Linked DNA regions of Gossypium hirsutum: region 1 is linked to region 2. The links are chromatin contacts, called in public Hi-C maps. All regions are on one chromosome and are shown on one strand. Each heading gives the region's core, a stretch centred on a gene start, on an enhancer-like site or on the middle of the called end of the contact. The rest is flanking DNA. Distances are from core to core; before and after follow the strand shown. Region 1 has its middle 5.0 kb from the start of LOC107957925. Region 2 holds the start of LOC107958238 (filament-like plant protein 4).

Region 1 (3,215 bases), core at 426-2,925, 34 kb before region 2:
CATTGTATGAAATCCAAGATCCCCAAACTTAAATTCCATCCCAATTCCCCATTCGAGTTCCTATCATGAATCCAAAAGCAAGAGCCCATTATTATATGTCCGCCTAATTACACTTTTTTTTATCTGTAAATAGAAAAGCCTATTTCCTTGAGACTAGGCCCAAAAGCTGGCTCTTCGAACAACACAACTAGACCACTGCCTTCTAATTAAAACAAGATAGAGAAAAGGAAAGAGTTCATTGTTAAACTGAAACCACCCTAAACATTAAACAATGTAGTAATATATAGGAGAAAGGACAAGAATATTAATCACAACAGCCGGTTGTTGGATTCAACTAAAGAGAGCTTTAATCTAAATCTTGAATCTCACACTGTGGCTACTTATTAGTGGCACGTTCGGCAAAATAAAATAAAGGACCAAAATTCTAGCGGTTGATATTATTATAAACTCATGCCATCGTATTGTAGCTATGGGCCTAAGCAAATTATGGGAAGTTTATTGAAGAGATGGATGAATAATGTTTTGTCATTTCATAATATTGGGTCCCTCGCCAACCAAAGCCCCGAAGGATAGCAATTTTGTTATGTTGCTTCTTTCATTTCCTTGCTTTAAATTATTCATTTATTTTGTCTTTTACTTTAACGATTTCTCGTCATATTTACTTTTTTTAATATAATATTTAAAATTATTCATAATCTTTCTCTAAACTATAAATAAGAATATAATGTACTTTAATATACTCAAACCCACATCCTCCTACGTTGACAACAATACACATATCAATCGAATTAAGAATTAATCGATCAATTTAAAATTATTAATTTCATTAATTGTTAAATATATTTTAAGAAAATAGTTTCTTTAATGATGATTTCCCATTATGAATATAATCTTTTAATGTGAATATCAATATATCACTTTTTAAACTTTTGCATCTAAAGTGAAGAATGATGTTCAAAGTATTATTTATTATTAAACATTTCAAAGTTGTTGATAGGAAGTTCAGCGTGGCTTGAGACTTTGTAGTTTTGATGGCTCGGTTTTAATTTTATCATTTGTAAATGTTATATATATATATATATATTTAAAGAAGCATATTTTTTTTAAAGATGATGATGCCTATCATATTTTTGTAAATGTTTGTAATGTTAATAACATTTTCTCATCCGTCCAAGACATTTAATTCCATCAATGTGTAATTAAATATAGGCATTAAAATTAAGAAATAAAGAAAATAGAGAGAAATCATGTAGCCACAAAAAGAATAGAAGAGAGTTTATTATATTTTTGGTTAATTTCCAAAAAGATGTTGGATTTCATTTGTATGAGTAAAATTAAAGTAAAATGCTTCTATAATTAAGCTGATGTGCCATCATTGGATATGAAAGTTGATTTATCAATTTAAGCAATCTTTTTTTACTATTTCTTCCATCCATAAAGCATAATTGAATGGATTTGAAATGGAAATCATCCGTTTTGCAATCCAAATGCTAAGAAATTAATTTTTTAAAAAAAAGAGAGGATAATTGATAGCCCTAAACAAGAAACAGGAAAGATAATATAGTAATTGGCTTTAATTGATACTAATATGCCTGACCCACCTCTATAATTTGCATTCATATTCTGCTATAGGTTTAGTTGGAAGGGAAAAATGAGCGCAGCTCGCTCTGGGATGGCACAGTAAAAGTGAATAGATGAGTAGGAAAAGCTCTTCTCACCTCTCTCACTCACTCACCGCTTACGGATTTTGTGTTGCGGCATCTTTCTTGTTTCCGAAAACTCACGGACAACCTTTTTGTCTTTCTGTTTATTTTGTTCTTATTACCCACAAAAATAAATAAACTGAAAATCCAATTCCATGTCGTAAAGTGTTATCTTCCCTTTTTTCTTTTTTTGTACTAAAATAAAACGTCATTTTCCCCTCTGACAAAAATAAATAATATCCAACCTAAGATTATGTTTTGTAGTCTGAATACGAAAATGTAATATTAAGGGTCATATATTAAATTTTTTTTTTGTTAATTTAGCTAGATTATCATATTCAGATTGACTAAATGTAAGATTACCTTAAAAATATATTTTATTAAATTACTTTTTTTTAATCTATAAGTTTAGTTCCTTTATTTTTTTTAATCTCAATTTCTATAAAATTATGATAGCTTATTACAATTCTTACTTTTTATTAGAATTTATATATTAATAAGTAAATATACAAAGTTGAAATAAATTTATAAATAATAATTTTAATAATTCATGAAAATTTATTGAATTATCAACCATAATTAATATACAAAAAAATAATTTATTAGAGTAAGTATAGTAATTGTAATTTTAAAATGTGGCATTTACAGTTTTACTCTTTAGGGAAATTATTTTTTCAATTAGTCTTAAATTTTATTGGAGAAAAAAGTCCAAATAGATTGAAATAACAAAAATAAAATGTAAATTGGTCCAAAATTTAAGATTATACAGCATAATCTAATATTACCTAAAAAATAGCCGTAATGAGGTTATATTCTATATTATAGCATCTTGACATTATTTAGGAATAAAAGATTTCGAGATGACTGGAATGTTAAGAATCCAAACAATGTAATCTTATTTTGAAATATAAAATTACAGGTCATAATATAACATTCAACAAACCAAACACACCCTATGTGTTTGATGCAATGGCGAACACATTGTACTATTAAGAAGAAAATTGGATTCGAATATTGATGATGACATTGTTGGGAAGAACAGTTATAAACTTCTAAAAAGAAAGTTAATTTTTATGAACCGAGAAATAAATATAAAAAATATTTATTATATATCAAAATACATAAATAAAGGTCGGAGAAACTGAAATTTTAACAGAAAAACTAAAACAAAAAGGTTTAAGAAAAATCATTAAATAACATTGTTAAAGGCAATATTTATGTAAGAAGTAAGAAATACTTCTTAGTTGATTATAATCCACTTGGCCTTGAGTTTGAAATCAGATTCAAATAGGAGCAATTATTAAAACCACTCAAATAAGATTATGATCGTAATCTAAGATAATTTAAAAAATGAGTTGTAATGAGATTATATCCTATATTACAACATCTTGACATTATTTAGGAATAAGAGATTGTAAGGTGACTAGAATGTTAAGAATCCAAACAATGTAATCTTATTTTGAAATATAGCATTCAACAAACCGAACACACTCTATGTGTTTGATGCAGTGA
Region 2 (3,047 bases), core at 27-2,526:
GTGTAAAATTTAAGTGATTTTATATTTTTTTCGTAATTTTTTTATACCATTAATATTTTAACAATTTAATTATCATATTTCATGCTCCATTGACATAGATTATGCATGTCAAGTTTGACATAGATTTAAATTCTATACCTATTTTTACGTAAAAAAAACTTTTATTTGTTAAATATATATTAATATAGACAATATTTTAGATCGATACGATAAATATATCTGATTAATTAAAAAATTTACATGCATACCAAGTACAAATATATTAATAAATTCAATTGTTGAATGGCTAAAATATTTTTTGTATAAAAAGTTATAAAAAGATATAAATACACTTAACTTTTAAACCAAACCAATATAAGTGGATACCTCCCTTTAAATTAAAATTAAACCCAAATAAATACAAATAAATAAATAAAAAAGTCAAGCCATACCTGAGGAAAATGGATGGAGAAACACAACCGCCACCGGTACAAGCCTCTTGTCATGGGCTCTAGCTCATTAGATCGACTAGCTAAATTGGTGCGTTGTAATCGCCCGCAACAATTGTGTTCATCCAGGAAATTCATAAAGCCGATAATAAGTTAAACCTCTTGACATTAGACGTCGACAAAAGGAGTTGGCTTGGAGTTGAAAAATGGAGTCACCAAGGAAAGAGTCATATACCACGGGGTCTATATTTCTAGGCAAAGTTAACCCACATTGATAGTGTACCCCTACCAAAGATTAGGGGTTAGCATTTAATCAGGCCTATATGCCAAACTAACAATAATTCACATAGTGTATGACAAACAATCACCCATAATTTATTTATATAATATATTCGTTATATGGGCTAATTTGTGTATGATCAAATCAAACAGCAACATTAAATTACGTGTTCCAAGCTCAGACAAACCGAAATATTAGAGGTGGGAGATATGGTGATACACGACAGCAGATGCAGCGGCGGAGCATGGTAACAGACCCGTATTGAATTAAACCTTATGAGCTGTAGTGACGGTGGTCCATAGTAACACATACAAAACACAAAAACACAAAAACATTACTTTCCAAACATCGCATACAGCTAAGCTGTTGCTTCTACCAAAAGAATACAGACTCCTTTGTCATTATTTATTTTCCGTATGGGTAACTTGGTCTAATCACTTTTTAACTTTTTTCGTCCCAAATTATCACAACCATAATCTAAAAGATATTTATCATAATTACAATCATAATTATAATTAGATTTAATTTAACATAAAATGGGTTTGAAAATCCCGGTAATTTCAATCTCACCAAAATTTCCTTTTTTGACATTTATAATATAACGGAGTATTTCTGAATCTTGAGGGAAGAAAACGTGATTAGTTTTGAAACTTCAGCAAAAAGCGACACCTAAATCCAGAATCATTTCCACCTTACCCAACTCCACCACCGCAGCACCTGCGCTCCTCCTCCTCCTCCTCCTCCTTTGCATCGATTGTCATTTCCATTTGCCATCATTTCTTTCTCTTTCTCCTAACGTCAACATTTAGAATGACACAAAACAACAAAATAGAAAAAAACAATATATACATTAATTTGGATCTTAAAAATCTTTAAACTGCAAAACAACTCTTTCTGCATTTTCAATCTTCCTATAGTAGAAAGCTAATTTTTCTCGAGGTAACTCAATTTTATGTAACAATGCGAGTTATAAGTTTGTTGTCTTATTTTTTCACTTGTTTGATTCAATTCTTTCTGTTTAACGATGAATGCTGGTGGTGAAACAGAGTAGAATTGCGTAAATGGAAATTTGAATTTTTTTTTTAAATTTCTGCTTTTGTAATTTGGTTTTTTGATTGGAAGACAGTTGTCGGTTTTATGCAGAGTAAAATGTTTCCTTTGAGATTTTTTTTTGAATATCTTTTTTGTCGGTGAAGTTTCCTGTTTTCGGATTTCTTCCATTTCAAGCCTTTTATATTCTGTTCCTCTTCTATTTTTATTTGCTAATTTAAGTTCATTTCTCAGTTCAATTCCAAACTTCTCCTCTCTCTTTTTCTCAGCTTCAATCCTTTATCTAAATACCTTGAGTAAATTCCCTTACCTATCGATATCTATCTTGTTCAATTGATATAAAATGACGTTTTGGTTCTAAGATCTTTAGCTCTTTGAATAAATCTTTTGCATTCGAAATGTAGCTATGGATGAACTTGGTTGGTTTGAAAATGCTTTTCTCATCTGATTCAATCGCAACACTTGAAAAACTGACGATCTTACTTGTTTCACTGTTTCAGCCCAAATCATTGGATATATACTTTTATATAAGGTACCGCATGTCTGACTCCATTTGTTTGTTCTATCACTGTTCTTCTTCTTCTTTTCTTTTTAAGTTCCGAATCACTGCAAACTCCTACTTGCTGTTTTTCGTTAGTAGTACAGCCTGCTTCGAAAGTTTTCAATCTGCAAGATTTTTGTTCCCCTGACGTTACGTTCTGTTTGGTGGCTGAGAAAATGTAGGAGGAAAGAGAAATAGGCTTTTGATTTCTGACAGCTATGTTAATATCATTTCATCAAAGTGAATTCTAATTCACTACCTAAACCAGAAAAATTAATTAAATGCGAATAGAGACGGAAATGAGAGTTTTGTTCTCTGGATTTCATGGTAACAATAACGAATATAGACAATTATTTCTGTTTCATATCTCAACAGCGTTCCAATTCTTAATTGTTATTATTTTTTCCTTTGTGAATTTGGAATTTCTGTGGGAGGATTGCTTCAAAGTCCTTAAAGGCATTTAGTTTAGTTGAACTCTGCGTGTGTTTTCCAGGTTGAATAGATGAGGCAATTAGCTGTCACCCGACATTGTTTCTATTTACTGTCTTTGAATGTGCCTTCAAAGAAATTGAATTTGGTTTGAAAATTGTTTCTATTTCAATTTTTAAAAAGAAGCATGTTGGAACCTAACTGAGAGTACTACCCCTAACGTGACCTAAATCAGGCGGCTGCAATGTGTAGCCTTTTGTCATATACTATGATTTTTGGGTGGGAGAAAGCCTGGGATGTCTACTTTTTAGCCATCAAC

The links. A called contact is a pair of places that touch in the nucleus more often than the background predicts.
Region 1: a Hi-C map of leaf shows a contact between it and region 2, with 1.9 times the contacts expected there. The contact joins the enhancer-like site here to the promoter of LOC107958238 in region 2. A contact is called at or near these places in 6 of 34 Hi-C or Micro-C datasets (fibers and leaf).

What each region holds. Positions count from the first base shown.
Region 1 is chrA05:18,554,136-18,557,350 of Gossypium_hirsutum_v2.1, reverse strand. No RefSeq gene overlaps it. Among protein-coding and RNA genes, the nearest start is that of LOC107957925, 5.0 kb to the left of the region's middle. Within about 2 kb of position 1,675, at least 4 of the 9 cell types and tissues checked have an H3K27ac peak or open chromatin away from gene starts, as enhancers often do. A contact at or near this core is called in leaf, where this site is marked.
Region 2 is chrA05:18,520,182-18,523,228 of Gossypium_hirsutum_v2.1, reverse strand. LOC107958238 (filament-like plant protein 4) reads left to right here and starts at 1,276. Exons shown (of 7, transcript XM_041113784.1): 1 at 1,276-1,647; 2 at 2,259-2,290.